3 separate regions of the Rattus norvegicus genome follow, and regions 2 and 3 are each linked to region 1. A link is a contact called in public Hi-C and HiChIP or PLAC-seq data. All regions are on one chromosome and are shown on one strand. The core of a region is the stretch at or near the end of the contact, and the rest is flanking DNA. Distances in the headings are between cores, read along the strand shown.

Region 1 (4,404 bases), core at 1,354-3,853:
AAAACCCAATGAAAATGAGACAAGCCAGATTAGGTTCTCGACCCAGTGGCAGAAATGGACAATAAACAAAAACAGACTCTGACGATGGTGTTGGGAGACAAATTTGGAGACATGGTGGCTTGGCTGGAGCAGAGAAGCCGGTGAAGGTTTCAGAATAGAGACAACATTTGTGCTGGGCCTGGGCTTCAGAACATCAGAAGAGGTGGGGACTCCAGACCGTCAGAAAATAGAGGGCATTTGCTCACACTCATTTAACCTTATTAATAAGTGCCTCTGACTTGGTCAGTACAGTGTGAGTTTATTGTGTATTGACTTTCCTTTCTGGGTTTGGCATCCCAACAAACCAGCCTTTGTTTCCAGAGAGCATTCATTATTAACCCTTCTGCTGTATGTATGGTGTGTGTGTGTGTGTGTGTGTGTGTGTGTGTGTGTGTATGTGTGTATATGTGTGTACATGTATGTATGTGTGTATATGTGTATCTGTGTGTGTATATATATGTGTGTATATGTGTATATGTGTGTATATGTGTGTACATGTATGTATGTGTATATATGTGTATCTGTGTATGTATATGTGTGTGCATGTATGTATGTGTATGTATGTATATGTGTGTACATGTATGTATGTATGTTCCACAATGGATGTCAGCTTAATTCATCACAACTCTTTTCAGATAAAACAGCTAAAAAGTAAACTTGGGACAGTTCCGTTACTTTGAACACTTGAGGCCCCACAACATGATCCAGGAATCAGCAGACTACACCAAAGTTTCTGACACACTATGTCTGAGATTTACATGAATATCTCTACCTTAAGAGGAACATCATGGGTTCTGAATCCAGTCATCTACACCCCCGGCTCATAGTCAGCTAGCCCCAAAGCTTGAGAGTTGAAACCACTTCCTCCCAAGTCTGAGGGCATGGTACTCGTGGGGCAGGGGCAGGGGCAGGGAGACTGAGCACAAAGGGTGAAAACTACTGTAAGCTGCTTTGGTGCTGAGAGGATGTGGGCATCCAAAGTCACCCTTGAACCAGACAAGTGGTGCCTCCAGGGTCTTCCGAACGCCAGCCCAAGTGCGTTCATGCCACAGCCCCGGTCACTTAAATAAAAGAGCATAGCTGGACACCACAGCACATTTCAAAAGACTTCATTCAGCAAAGCGGCCTTGGACTTTAGAGAATCCAGTCAGGCTGCCTCACTCTTGGTGAACTGATTCTGACTCAGACACAAAATTCTTCTGATCCCCCCACCCATTGATTTATCCTGTCTCAGGTATCAGTACCTATCCCCCAAGAAGAAAGGGGAGGAAAACGAGGGATGGAAGGAGGGTTCCTTGAAAGTATAGCAACTCCTAAAACAGCTGAAATAATTCCTCCCTTAAATAGGGGAAACTGCAGTTGCCACTCAATGCCACCACCCTGGGAATACAGCAAAATAAGTGCACCTGCCACCCGGGATCGGGAGCCTTCGTTTTTTGGTGAGTGTGGCAGAAAGGACTAGAGATCAACTGCTTCATCAGAAAGAAAGGGAAGCCCCAGGGATGAGACAAGAAGCATGGTGGTGCCTTGGGGACTTTATGTGTCTCTTTTCTATGAACTGAAAGGGCTCTTTGTGTCACACACACACACACACACACACACACACACACACACAGAGAGAGAGAGAGAGAGAGAGAGAGAGAGAGAGAGAGAGAGAGAGTCTGATTTATTAGAGGAAGGAGGGGCAAAATGGGTGATTTTATTATCCCTCCTCCCAGTGAGTCCCAGCCAATGCCTCCTGGGCCCAAGCTTGGTGGCCTCTTTCTAGCCCAGTCCCTGTGGCCTCAGAGATAAGAGAGCCTAGAGGAGACCAAACAAAACCATCTACCGACCTAGGGAAGTAGGGAGGAAATCCAGCGAGTCCAGAAGGGAGGAGGAATAAGCTTGAAAGCCGAAGGGGTGGGGGACAGAGGAAGAAAAGGCAAGGCCAGACACAGGGGAAAGGGGAAGGGTGGGTGGGTGGCAGCACAGGAAGGGTGAAGGGGAGGGTGGGGGAAGTGCAAGGGAGGTTCCAGAAATAGGCAGAAGGATGCGCTGGGGAAGGCAAGGGCCGCCGAGGGAGGAGGCCGGGAGGTGGAGGAGTGGGGCAGGGGTTGGGTGGGGAGGAAAGCAGCACCGGGCATCAATTATTAAGTGATTACATCATCCCTGACATTAAAACAACACACACAGCCCGGGTCCCCGCGGGGGGCTGCGAAAGGAGGGCGGAGGCGGAGCTGGGCCAACCTCGCCCCCAAGCCAATTCTTATTTTTTTCACCCGGCGCCTGCCGGCGGCCGAGGAATGGCACCCCGGTGCCCGCGCAGCCTCCGGGCGGCACCCCGCATCAGTGTCCTGCGTCGCGGGGCGCCCTGGAGGCTGCGCGGCGGGACCGCAGCGGGGGCAGCCCGTGCGGGGGCGCTGGGCCGGGCGTCTCCGCAGCATCCCGAGGCTCCGCGCATCCCCGGTCGCTTACCTGCGTGGCGTGGCGCTCGGTTCCGGAGCACATTCACATGGTCCTCTCCCCGCCCTCCTCCGGCGAGGCCCTGGCGGCTCCGGTGGCTCCGCGGCCGGGCCCAGGAGCTCGTGGGCCTCGCGAAGCGCCGAGGGGGCGGCGCCGGTGTCCCCGGCCCGGCAGCCCAGTCCCTCCCTGGCGCGGGCGGCGGCTTTGTGTGCGCCCGGGGAGTCCTCGGAGCGCTCCGGCTAGAGGCGGCCTCGCTGCGCTCTTGATCAGCGGGCGGGTCTCGGAGGCTCGGCGCACAGCGACCCCTCCTCCTCTCCGCGGAGCCCCCTCCCCGCCGGCTGCGCTCCTGACAGATGGCGCAACTGCACCGACGCGCCGCCGCCGCGGCTTCTCGCAGCTACTCTCGCTGATGCTCGGGCTGCTCCGGATCCCGAGGGGTTCGAGAGGGGGCGGGACACGCCCCGAGACTGTCAGTTCCTTCTGCCCTATCAAAGGGTCCGCTGAGGGCTGAGCGCAGTCAGCCATTGGTGCGCGCGTCGGAGGCGGGACGGCCATGGGTGGGGCCGCCGAGTGGGTTGAGCGTTACTGTGGTGGCGGGCAGCCTGGCGTGCGCAGGGCCACAGGGTGTGCGAGAGGATGCGAGGTTGAGGAGGAGAAGGAGGAGGTGTGTGTCTGAGGATCCTGTGGAGTTGCGAGTTGGTGGGGTGGACAGGAGAGAGCGCAGGGAACGAGCTGCTTTCCTACTTTGCTAGTGGAGACTGGCACCTGCCACTCGAGCCTCACAGCCATGGGAACCTATTTCTCCAAAGAAATAGGAGTGGGAGGATAAAGTGGAAAGGTGTTAAGAAGGGCGATGGCAAATTGGAGAAGTGAGGAGCAAAGTAGAGAAGTACCAGTGCAGAAACTGGGAAAGCTCGAACCAACAAATGCGCAACGAATAATAAGAAGAAGAAATTCATAATTTGCTAGTCTCATTTTCTTGAGCACCCAAATATGTTCATGTTCACACACACACATCAGGAAACGTGAGAGGAAGTATGACTAAAATTCAAGGGGCCTGCAACAAAGAACCTCCAAACCACACAGTAGAGATGCTTGGGCGCTTTCCTAGCTCTTTAGAGTAGCCATTGCCTGTCTGGCTTCTCGATGCATTCAAACTTCTCTTGGTTTTCTTGTTTTCATTGGTGGCTGGGCTGAGCTTTTTACTCAGATTTTCCTTGATGAAATAATAACTGGGTTGGTATGCAGTCGGTCTTTATTTCCGATTCAGCTTTTCTATGGCAGGATGTAACTTCATAAAAAGAAACACTTCGCCTTCCTGATTTTCTTTATAGGTAATTCCTGTTTCCTGAAAGCTCTGTTTTAAGACACGTTCAGAATCATTTTCTTTAATGATTTTGGTAAGAAACTCACCCCTCTCCCCCCCAGCAAATCTAATCTTGTAAGAAGTAAGTTTAAGCGAAGCAGCCTTGGCTTCCTTTGACGCTCAAGGTCTATGTTATCTTTCCTGCTCAGTACTTTTCTCCCCTGAAGTTTAAAAATACCGGTCTCTCTTGCTGACTTTTTGTTTTCTTGGTCTTTTCCGCTGTGCTCTTTTGAGAAATTTGCTGCCATTCAGTAAATGATCCTCACGTGATAGACGAGGAAACCGAAGACAAGAGAAGGTGACACTGAGGAATTCCTTGTCCAATCTCTTCCTGAAACCTGCAGCAGATGGTACTAAATCACTCCATTGTTAATAATTTCTTTGAGAGGTGTCTCATTTTTGACAACCGTGGCATAATGGCTTCTTCATGTAATTAGTGGACAAATAAAAGGTAAAATAGTTAAATGATGAATTAACCTACTCCTGGCAAGACTGTGTTCTGTTTTTGTTTTTGTTTTTGTTTGTTTCTTTTTGGGTTTTTTTGTTTTTTGGGGTTT
Region 2 (4,790 bases), core at 1,346-3,845, 130 kb before region 1:
GGCCCAATGAAGTTCTAACAGGGAATCATGGAGGGGTTCCAGACAGAGGGTGGGGATATTTCTTGCTCCCAGTTTGCTTTGGATCTCTGAGTTGACAGAAGGAGAACTCGATGACATAAACGAGAGTGATTAACCCTGTCTGGACGAAGAGATTCAGGAGAGACGGGGCACCCTACCTCCCCCAACTCTTCCAGGTCACAGAACAGTGTGGCAGAGTCGGTTTTAAGGGGTTGTATGAAGTCACCATTACTGCTATTTAACTCCAGAGTTCCAGAACGCACTCCACTCTCAGAGAAACCGCATGCACTGAGCAACCACCCGTGGATCCCCAGCTCCCCGACACCTCTCTAGCCTACCCTGGGTCTCTATGGATCTGCCTATTCTGGATAGTTGGTATGGATTCAATCACATGATATACAACCTTGGTTTCTTTCTACTTTTCACTAGGGCATAACGCATTTAAGATCCATTCACCAGGCAGTGATGTAACACTATATTAAAGTATCATTCCGTTAATCACTAAACATCTCTCACTGCATGACTGTGTCGTAAGCTGCTCGCCCGTTTAGGAACTATGGACATCCTGGCTACTTCCTCGCGTGAGTGGTTCTGTTATCAGCATCTACATACATGTTTATTCTGTAGACGTTTGTTTTAACAGTGGATTTATAAGGATAAGGCAAACCAATGAGGCAGGAAATGAGGGAACACTACTGGTAGCACAGAGCTCTGAAACTCAAGGGGAAGTGCCGCTTTCCACAGCAATCCGAGAACCAGGTTAGGCCAGTAAGTGATTTAATTAGTAATTAAACTCACAGATGAACGCTCTACCCAACGGGGACAGAGGGTCCCTTGAAATGAGCGCGCCCCTGCAGTGCTGTGGAGACTGGGGGTTCGTCTAGAGCCTTGAGAACACCAGACTGGTAATGTCAACAAGGGGCTTTAAAACCAGCTGGCCTCTTGGCCTGTGAGTTTGTGCTAAGAGAGATTTTATGAAATGCTGTTTATCATTTGGGAAATTAGAAAATATGCGCCCTTTTAGTGAGCGGTGGTGAATTTATAAGTTATGTCTATGACAGAGTGGTAAGCGGAGGAGAAACCGGACCTGATCGGTACTCTGAAGCAGTGCTCTGTGTCTGAGAGGCACCGGCCCTTGCAGCTGTGGAATGAGTGCCTGCAATGGCTTCAGGGGGACAGGCTGAAATCACCACAGGTGACGGCACCATGGCAGAATGTGCTTTCTTAGTTTCTGACTTCACTGCTCAGATTGTCTGCACGCAGACTGTACTGTGAGAAAGCACCACTCTGAGGATGAGTTTAAGTTGCCTTAATTCTTTCATAGGAAACGCCCCTTGTTTCCGTTCCCAGCTGAATCTGCCTGTGAGTTGAAACAGTCATGTATTAATGAAGTAGCAAACTGGAGAGGGGAGGGGAGCAGCTAACTCAAAGCACAGTAAGAGGCAACTTCTAGAAGGCACCGAGAGCTAACTTGTCACAAACAGTGAGTGTGCTTTCTACCCCTTGGTGGGGTGAGGAGCTGTGCAGCAAAGCAAGCAGGGGGAACACAGAGACTGAGGCCAGGGAAGCAGAGCGGCTCGGAGTCAACTGGAGGACGAAATGGGTAACCAAGTCAGACCTGGGCAGACAAGGTGGGGGCACCTGCTTCTGCTCTAAGTCCTATGTGCTTGGAGAACCCACCCAAGTAGGAATGACAGCCCTTAAGCAGGCACTCCTGGAAGTAAGGGCTTGGATTGGGCTGAGCTGTGCACTGGTCAGCCCTATGGAGGGAAGGGCTAACAGCGCGCGCTCGCTCTCTCTCTCTCTCTCTCTCTCTCTCTCTCTCTCTCTCTCTCTCTCTCGGTGCTGCTGTTGGTGGAGGCAGGGGGATTTGTCCTTATGCTCCTTGCTCTCACCCTTTCCTGCTGGCAGCTGGCTTTGACTTTAGAGCTAGGTTTCTTGAATCCTGGTGAGCAGAGGAGGGGCAGCCTCTCCTGAAATGCTAACAGTGTTCTGGAGACGTCTGATAGCCAGTCAAGCATGTTTCCACCACTCTGCCCATGCTCTGTGGAAACCACCACAGGAAAACAAAAACAAAACCATGGGCTTCTATTCACAAGCTAGCACAGAGACAAGGGAGGCCAGCGTCACATCTGGGACTCGGTGGCAAAGCCTGGCTCTCTGGCCTCCTCTGTTTTAGTAACAGTTGGAGCGGGACTGGCGGAGGGCCAGGGGGTCACAGTGTCACCTGGCATAGACACAAGCAAACACATTAGCAGCACCAAGCGGCTGTCTGAACGGGCATCACCAACGCCCCTACTATAGGAAGAAGGAGAATGTGCATCCAGGAGGTTCCTTCTCAGGCAGAACAAAAACTTGCTCTGCAGATCTCTCCAGTCACCATGGAGGTTCCTGGCCACATGGCTGGTTCTGCATGAGCCTCCGCCTTTAGAAAAACAGTGGACTCTTTTTCTTCTCTTTAATGCAGTGGCTCTAGTCAAGCGCAGATGGCGGGTGGGTGAGATGGCTCAGTGAGTAAGGATGCCTGTTGCAAAGCCCACGGGTCTGAGTTTGATCCCAGCTGGAGGGGAGAAGTGACTGCTCCCAGGTGGTCTGACCTCTGACCTCCACACCTGTGCCACAGCTGGCACGGAAGCTTTGCCCAGGCGTGCACACAAATACATAGAAGTCTAATAAAAAAAAAAACACGAAAAACAGCAGATAGAGCGAGCTTATGGGACAGTGGGCGTGGTGTCTGTATGGTCCGCCCCTTTGCTCTGAAGCACAGTTGTGACGTTGTGGAAACAGCCCCAGCAGAATCTACAGGCATGGAACTTTGGTGTGAAGACAGGTACCCCCTGCACAGCAAGTCTGGAAGTGAGACCCGCATCTCCTTGGAGGAATGACGGGGAGCCCAGTGTCTCACAGCCCCTGGGACTGCGGGCTGGCACTTCCTGAGAGAGAGAGAGAGAGAGAGAGAGAGAGAGAGAGAGACACACACACACACACACACACACACACACACACACACACACACACACACCCCACAGGAGCACAGCAGCAGCAGCAGCCTCTGCACTGGGCAGTGATTTAGAATTTCAAAGCTTTGCAGCAGCCACGGCTTTGCTGTGAATGCTGATAAACCAGGCAGTGGGGAAAGCACACTCAGCTTCTGGGGCTTCTGAGAGCAAGGAGCAGTGACAAAGGAGGCAGAGAGGGGGGCTCCAGCCAGCCTCCTCCCACCTCTTCACGGTACAGAGTCTGCAGGGTCAGGGGTGGGGGGAGCTCTGCCTCGGAGCCCAGCTGTGCGAGCCTTTGGTCTTTCAGAAGAGATCTGCACTTAGGATTGCCAAGTGCCCAAGACCCAGAGGAAATTAAAGGAGGGAGATGGAGCCACCTGCAGGCAGCCAGCGCTGGTTCCCAGCAGCCCTCAGAGAACAGCATCTGAGGTGACAAACTGGCTACTCTGAGGGAGGAGCTGCTGCTGCCACCGACTCAGCGAATCCAACTGACAACATGATTGAAGCCTGACAGAAACCTTGTCAGTTAAAAAAAAAAACAACTAAATCAATCAAAAGAGAAGGAACAAATGTTTTGTGAGTCACCATACATTTACATACATACACTGTTAGCTGATTATAAATGGTAATCTATAAGTAAGCTAAGGTAATCTGACAGTGACACGTGTATTACTGTCATTACTATTATTATTACCGTTATTACTATTCTTAGTGTTGTCTCAGAGAATTAGGAGCCTGGAGGATTCTGCTACCACAGGCCTGAAAGAATACAGTTTGGGTTGAGCATGGTGGTGCGCGTCTTTGACCCCAGCACTCCAGAGGCGGAGGCAGGTGCATCCTGAGGCTAGTCTAGTCTACACTGCAAGTTCCAGGACACTCAGGCAGACATAACAGAGAAACCTTGTCTTAAAACACAAAAACAAACAAAACCTTACACCCTCCCCACAATAGTCTGGACAATCCTGAGGCCCAAATCCATCTCTGATACTAATCGAGTCACAGAAGAGGTCGGGAAGGAGGGTGTGGCAGGCTGTCCCTCATCCCACTAGACAGCCCTTGCCACTGCACAGTGACAGTTTTCAGTGAGCCTATGGCCACGTAGTTGAAGACCACACCTTCAGCTTTTTGTCTATCCAGCTGTTTCCACGTCATTTCACCTGTAGGCTGATTGCAAGTGGCTGTGGAAACGCCGGGTTCTTTATCTTTTAGGTGACAGCCCCCCCCTTCCTTCTTACTCCCTGCAGCATGGAGTGGTATGTGGTTCGGGGAAACCATCTCGGAAGAGAGAAGAGACCAGAAGGCTAAGGAATGGTGTGGCATCAGGACAGCAAGAACCCTGGAAGGCGCCATTCACCCTAATTCACCAGCTTTAACCTTCAGGCAGGGGAAGCATGGACTCTGTCATGTGTGAGTCCTTATATTTAAGAGGGAGACGTGTAATGGCCATGGTCGTTCTGTTATGACAGCCTATACCTGGGCTTAAAGGAGCAAAGAGGAAGTAAATGTAACACGGAAATCAAGCCTGGATCTGGGGCATATGTCCCTGTCCCTCTATCACTGGCCACCAAGCTGTGAGAAAGAAAACAACCATGAGTTAGAAGAACACCTTAATGAGAAAACAATCTTTCTCAGCACTCGAAATACGGTCTCTTTTAGTCCTCAGAGCAACCGGGCCCAGGCATCTCAGGTAAGGAACAGATCGGGCCAACAGAAACGAGGCACTTGCCTGGATGATGTAGTCTGTAAGCCTTGGACCCAAGTCCACGTTTCTGC
Region 3 (4,427 bases), core at 1,305-3,804, 180 kb after region 1:
TGTTGGGCCCGTTGAATGAATTCTTTTAACTTTATGAAATCAGGATTAAAATTATTCTGTTCTACGGAGCAGAAATCCTAGAGTCATAGACTGCCTAGCTAGTCTCCTGTGACCCAGAGCCTGTCCCTGAGACCACTGCTCTTTGCCCTTTGTTCCACAGATTCCAAGCACCACCCACGCCATCATCGGCCCAGAGAGACATCCCTTTTCTGTACCTAAAGTTCGGTTCCTCTGAGGTAGGGGTATGGCTAGACAGCTTGTGTCTGGTGATGGGGCTGGAAAGCAGGATGTAAGTACTCAGAGCCATGAGTGCCTGCCACCATGCTCCCTACCACAACGGTCATAGACCAACCCTCTGAAACTGAGGGAAGCCCCTGATTAAATGTTTTCTCCTCTATATTGCCCTGGTCATGGTCTCTTCACAGCAATAGAGCAGTAACTGAGGCAGGATGTTAAGGGACACGCCCTACAGTCTGGGGAGATGGGTAAGCATGGAGCTTTGGACTCAGGAGAGACTGAGGTTATGGGACATCCTAACAGTTGTCAACTGCATATTTCCAGCTTGGCCTCAGGCATGCCTCCTTTGTTTACCTTGCTTTGCAGAAATTTCTAGAAGTATTGAACTTTCAAAGTCAGTGACTTGCCCATTCTATGCACTGCGAGCTCCTGATTCCTGTTCTCTTTCACATATTGCCTCCTCCGATCACTGTCCTTAAAAAAATAAAATCAGATCAGATCAGTTCACCGTTTTTTCATGCTGTGTGCCCTTTTTCTTTTCCTCTCTCTTTCTTTCTCTTTATTCTTTGTCAGCAGACTGTCTTATAATAATCATAAAATAGAGGATATAAAATTCATTGGTCAAAAAAGAAAAACAAACAAACAAAGAAACAAAAGAACGACTCCAGAGTTATGCTGTCCAGCTCGGTAGCCTCTAGCTACATGCGGCCACTTCAATTCAAAGAACTGAACTGAACACAATTAAAGTGTCCTTTCTTCATTCATGCCAGTCACGTGTTCGGTGCCCCAGGGCACACTCGCATTCCGTATTATAGAATATCCCAGCCACTTTGCATTGCTTTGCCGTCTAGGGATGTCACTGAGCCTAACCAGGGTGAGAGAGCCTGAGAAAGGAGCTGGCTGTGTGGCAGAAGTGGCCCCTTGACCTGCAGTGGCTCTCCTGCTCCCAGGGGCTGCAGAGCCAGCTCTCTTTCCCACAGTGGTGCTTCCTCTTGATCGCTTCCTGACAAGCTCCCATGCGAGCTTCCTCAAGACCAACATCTGTACCACGTGACCTTGGCGTTATTTCTCTGATGGTGAGCAAAAGGCAACCGCAATAGCAGCTTCTGGGGCTGGGGCTGACATTTATTTCTGGAAGTGAAATTTTTACGCACTCGTTTGGCTAGAGGCAGACTGGAGAAACCCTACAGACTGGGGGTGCTGGTAAACAGAGTGAGGTGTTAAGCAGAGAAAAGCTTCACGATCCCCCAAAAGGGAGTTCCCATGGTCTCCGCCGTGGGAACCCGGCTGTCTCTCCTTTTCCTAACCTTCCAGAAATGCCAGGCTCTCACCACAGCGGCACTCGGTTCTTTAACACTATCTTGTTCTCCCTGGGACGAAGTTTACTTCATTCGATGTCAACCTACACACCCAGTTTCTGGACTCCTTTGCTTCTACTGGGGACAGGAGGATGTCCTGTAGTCTGACAGGGTTCCCGGTGAGTTCTGTCCTAGAGTGGGAGGAAAGGAAGTCTTTTTGGAGTCTCTAGGCTTCAAGGGAACCATAGAAGGGAGGACAATGTGGCCTGCAGGCTGCCGAACCCGGAATCCTAACCAAGATGAAGGAGGAGCCTGGGAATGGCTGCTTTCAGGTCAGAAGGGGGACCTGGGAGCACAGGTGACTTGATTTAAAGGATTCTAAACATATCTGGATAGTTAAGCCTAAGACTGAAAATTCTTGGTTACTGCAGCTATGTATACTAAGGTTGGATATAAAGTCTTGAGACGCTGGGATAGGTCCACCCAGCACTCAAATGGCATTTTAGTAGCCACATCCAGAACTGAAACATGCTTTCCACGTTGAAATCTTGACTCCGGCTTATTTGGGGAATCATTTGTGGAGGGCTCTGTCAGTCCTGTTGTAGACAAGAACGAGTTAAGTTAGGATCTACTTCAAAGCAAAGGAAGCCGTGTTTCCGGTGAAAGTCTGTGCAGTGCTTTGGAAGCCTCAGGGAGGAGAAGTCAGGGGAAGATGGCGAGTTATATTTGAAGGTTGTAAGCGCAAAAGCTCTAGAATTTGTGAGCCGAGTTGCTTTGGACTGTATTTATACGTATTTCATGTAGGAGAAGGCAAACGAGACGCCGTAAAGATGCCTCCTATGTCTGACTGGCAAAGAAAGGGAACAATATAACATTCTAATCTGCAAATCTGTAGTCAAAGAACACACTGACCAAATAAAAGGACTGCTGCGTTAACACATTTGCTGTTTACTCTGAAGTGTTTTTGCATTGTCTGAGATTCCCACTTGATCGATCGTGTCGCCCTCTACTGGTCAGAAGGGCGAGGCGCCGCCGCAGAGATCACGTGGAAGCCCCACCCACGGTTGAATGTCAGAGCATCTCTGTCTGTCCAATTGTGCAAATTTCCGGTGACATTGATTGGCGAACACTTGGCTGTGGTTAAATCGACACGAGACCATTTTATGTGAAGAGTACTTCCGTTTTTCTATATAAGCATGTTCTGTGATCGGAAAACTAAAAGGAGAGCTGGACCCCACCCCATCCTGCTCCACTAATCTCATTGTCTTTCTCCTGCTGGTAAATTATGTATCACTATTCTGTCGAGTATTAAAAACAAATGAGGATTTAAAGAATTTAAAGATTCCAAAAGCTACAACCGCTGTTCAGAGTGCCGGGTGAAATAAAAGGATTCTCACCACGGAGGAATCTGATCTTGCTATGGAATGAAAAAGCCGAATGCTTGCGACCGGGAAATGCTCGTTGTCCACCCAGCCAAGGACTTTTTGTAGGGATGGAAAAGCCTCCTGTACCAACCATCCTAGCGCTACTGCAGGAGGCTCGGCGAGATGGCGGCGGGCTCCTCCCACCTCTGCGGCAGCGGAGATCAATAATGCAAGGCTCTGCGGCAAACACGCGCCTCCTTTCTTCCCTGGCAGCGACCATCAAGAGCCTTCGGCTGGAACGTTGACCCGGTGCGCCATCTAGCGACCGCCAGGGTCCAATGCAACTTTGAGCTGGAAAGTCCGGAAACAGCTTGAGAGCTGCGTGGGTGAAGGGAGTTTTCAACAGCTGATCTCATTTAAGAGGACAAAGGAAAAATAAATTGTGTGTCTGTTTGCTTGTGAAAATTAACACGAAGACTAGAAGCTCCTAATGCCCACCATCACATGAAATATAGACGTTTTATGTTTTATGCTACAGTCTTGAGGGCTTTTTTTTTTTTTTGGCATTTTTATTGGATATACTATGTATTTACATTTCAAGTGTTATCCCCTTTCCCGGTTCCCCCTTCTCCCAATCCCTTCCTCCTGCTTCTATGAGGATGCTCCCCCTCCCACCCACCCACTCCCACTTCACCGCCCTGGCATTCCCTTACACTGGGGAACTGAGCCTTCACAGGACTAAGGGCTTCTCCTCCCACTAATGCCGGACAAGTCCATCCTCTGCTACATATGCGGCTGGAGCCATGGGTCCCTCCATGTGTACTCTTTGGTTAGTGGCTTAGTCCCTGGGAGCTCTGGGGGGTCTAGTTGGCTCATATTGTTCATTCGTTAGGGTTTCTGTTGCTGTGATGAAACACCATGACTAAAGCAACTAGGGAAGAAAAGGGTTTATTTAGTTTACAAGCCCACGACTGTTCATTGTGGAACAGGACAAAAAAAAAAATCCAGCAGAGTAGAAACCTGGAGGCCGAAGCTAATGCAAAGACCGTAGCGGAGCGGAGGCTTACTGACTTGTTCCCTGTGGCTTGCTCAGTCTGCTTTCGTATAGCACCCAGGACCACCCAGCTCAGGGATGGCACCGCCCACAAATGGGCCGGGCCCTCCCCCATTACTCACTAATTAAGAAAATGCCCTACAGCCTTGCTCACAGCCCCAGCTTATGTTGGAGGTTTTTCAGTTTTACCTCTCCAATTGCCCCAAACTGACGTAAAACTAGCTAGCACACCTGCTGTTTTGAAATAGTCTGTTTTCTACGTGGTCCAGGCTAATAGGAAACCCTATGCAAGCATACACGGCCGAATTTGAATTTCAGGTTAAAACCCAACAATTGCTTAGTATAAGCATGCCGTATATACGTTAAAGCATCTCATTGGGCATCCTGCCATGATCGTTACCTTTCATCTTGTTAGCCAAGGCCGATAGCCCTCCTGATAAACAGAATTTACAGGATTTACAAAGGTTGGTAGCT

The links. Hi-C and Micro-C count contacts between places; a contact is called where the count stands out from the background. HiChIP or PLAC-seq counts read pairs in DNA pulled down with a chosen protein or histone mark.
Region 2: an H3K27ac HiChIP or PLAC-seq map of oligodendrocytes shows a contact between it and region 1, with 5 times the contacts expected there. The contact joins the enhancer-like site here to the promoter of Fyn in region 1. A contact is called at or near these places in 5 of 12 Hi-C or Micro-C datasets (Schwann cells, frontal cortex, kidney and 2 more) and 1 of 1 datasets of contacts at active chromatin or transcription factors (oligodendrocytes).
Region 3: a Hi-C map of Schwann cells shows a contact between it and region 1, with 5 times the contacts expected there. The contact joins the enhancer-like site here to the promoter of Fyn in region 1. A contact is called at or near these places in 2 of 12 Hi-C or Micro-C datasets (Schwann cells and frontal cortex) and 1 of 1 datasets of contacts at active chromatin or transcription factors (oligodendrocytes).

The regions. Positions count from the first base shown.
Region 1 is chr20:44,320,863-44,325,266 of GRCr8, reverse strand. Fyn (FYN proto-oncogene, Src family tyrosine kinase) reads right to left here and starts at 2,603. Exons shown (of 14, transcript NM_012755.2): 1 at 2,494-2,603. It also overlaps the pseudogene LOC108349082.
Region 2 is chr20:44,450,441-44,455,230 of GRCr8, reverse strand. All of the region lies in intron 3 of Fyn (FYN proto-oncogene, Src family tyrosine kinase), which reads right to left. Among named protein-coding and RNA genes, the nearest start is that of Traf3ip2, 110 kb to the left of the region's middle. Within about 2 kb of position 2,595, at least 23 of the 93 cell types and tissues checked have an H3K27ac peak or open chromatin away from gene starts, as enhancers often do. A contact at or near this core is called in Schwann cells, where this site is marked.
Region 3 is chr20:44,145,123-44,149,549 of GRCr8, reverse strand. No RefSeq gene overlaps it. Among named protein-coding and RNA genes, the nearest start is that of Ccn6, 7.6 kb to the right of the region's middle. Within about 2 kb of position 2,554, at least 75 of the 93 cell types and tissues checked have an H3K27ac peak or open chromatin away from gene starts, as enhancers often do. A contact at or near this core is called in Schwann cells, where this site is marked.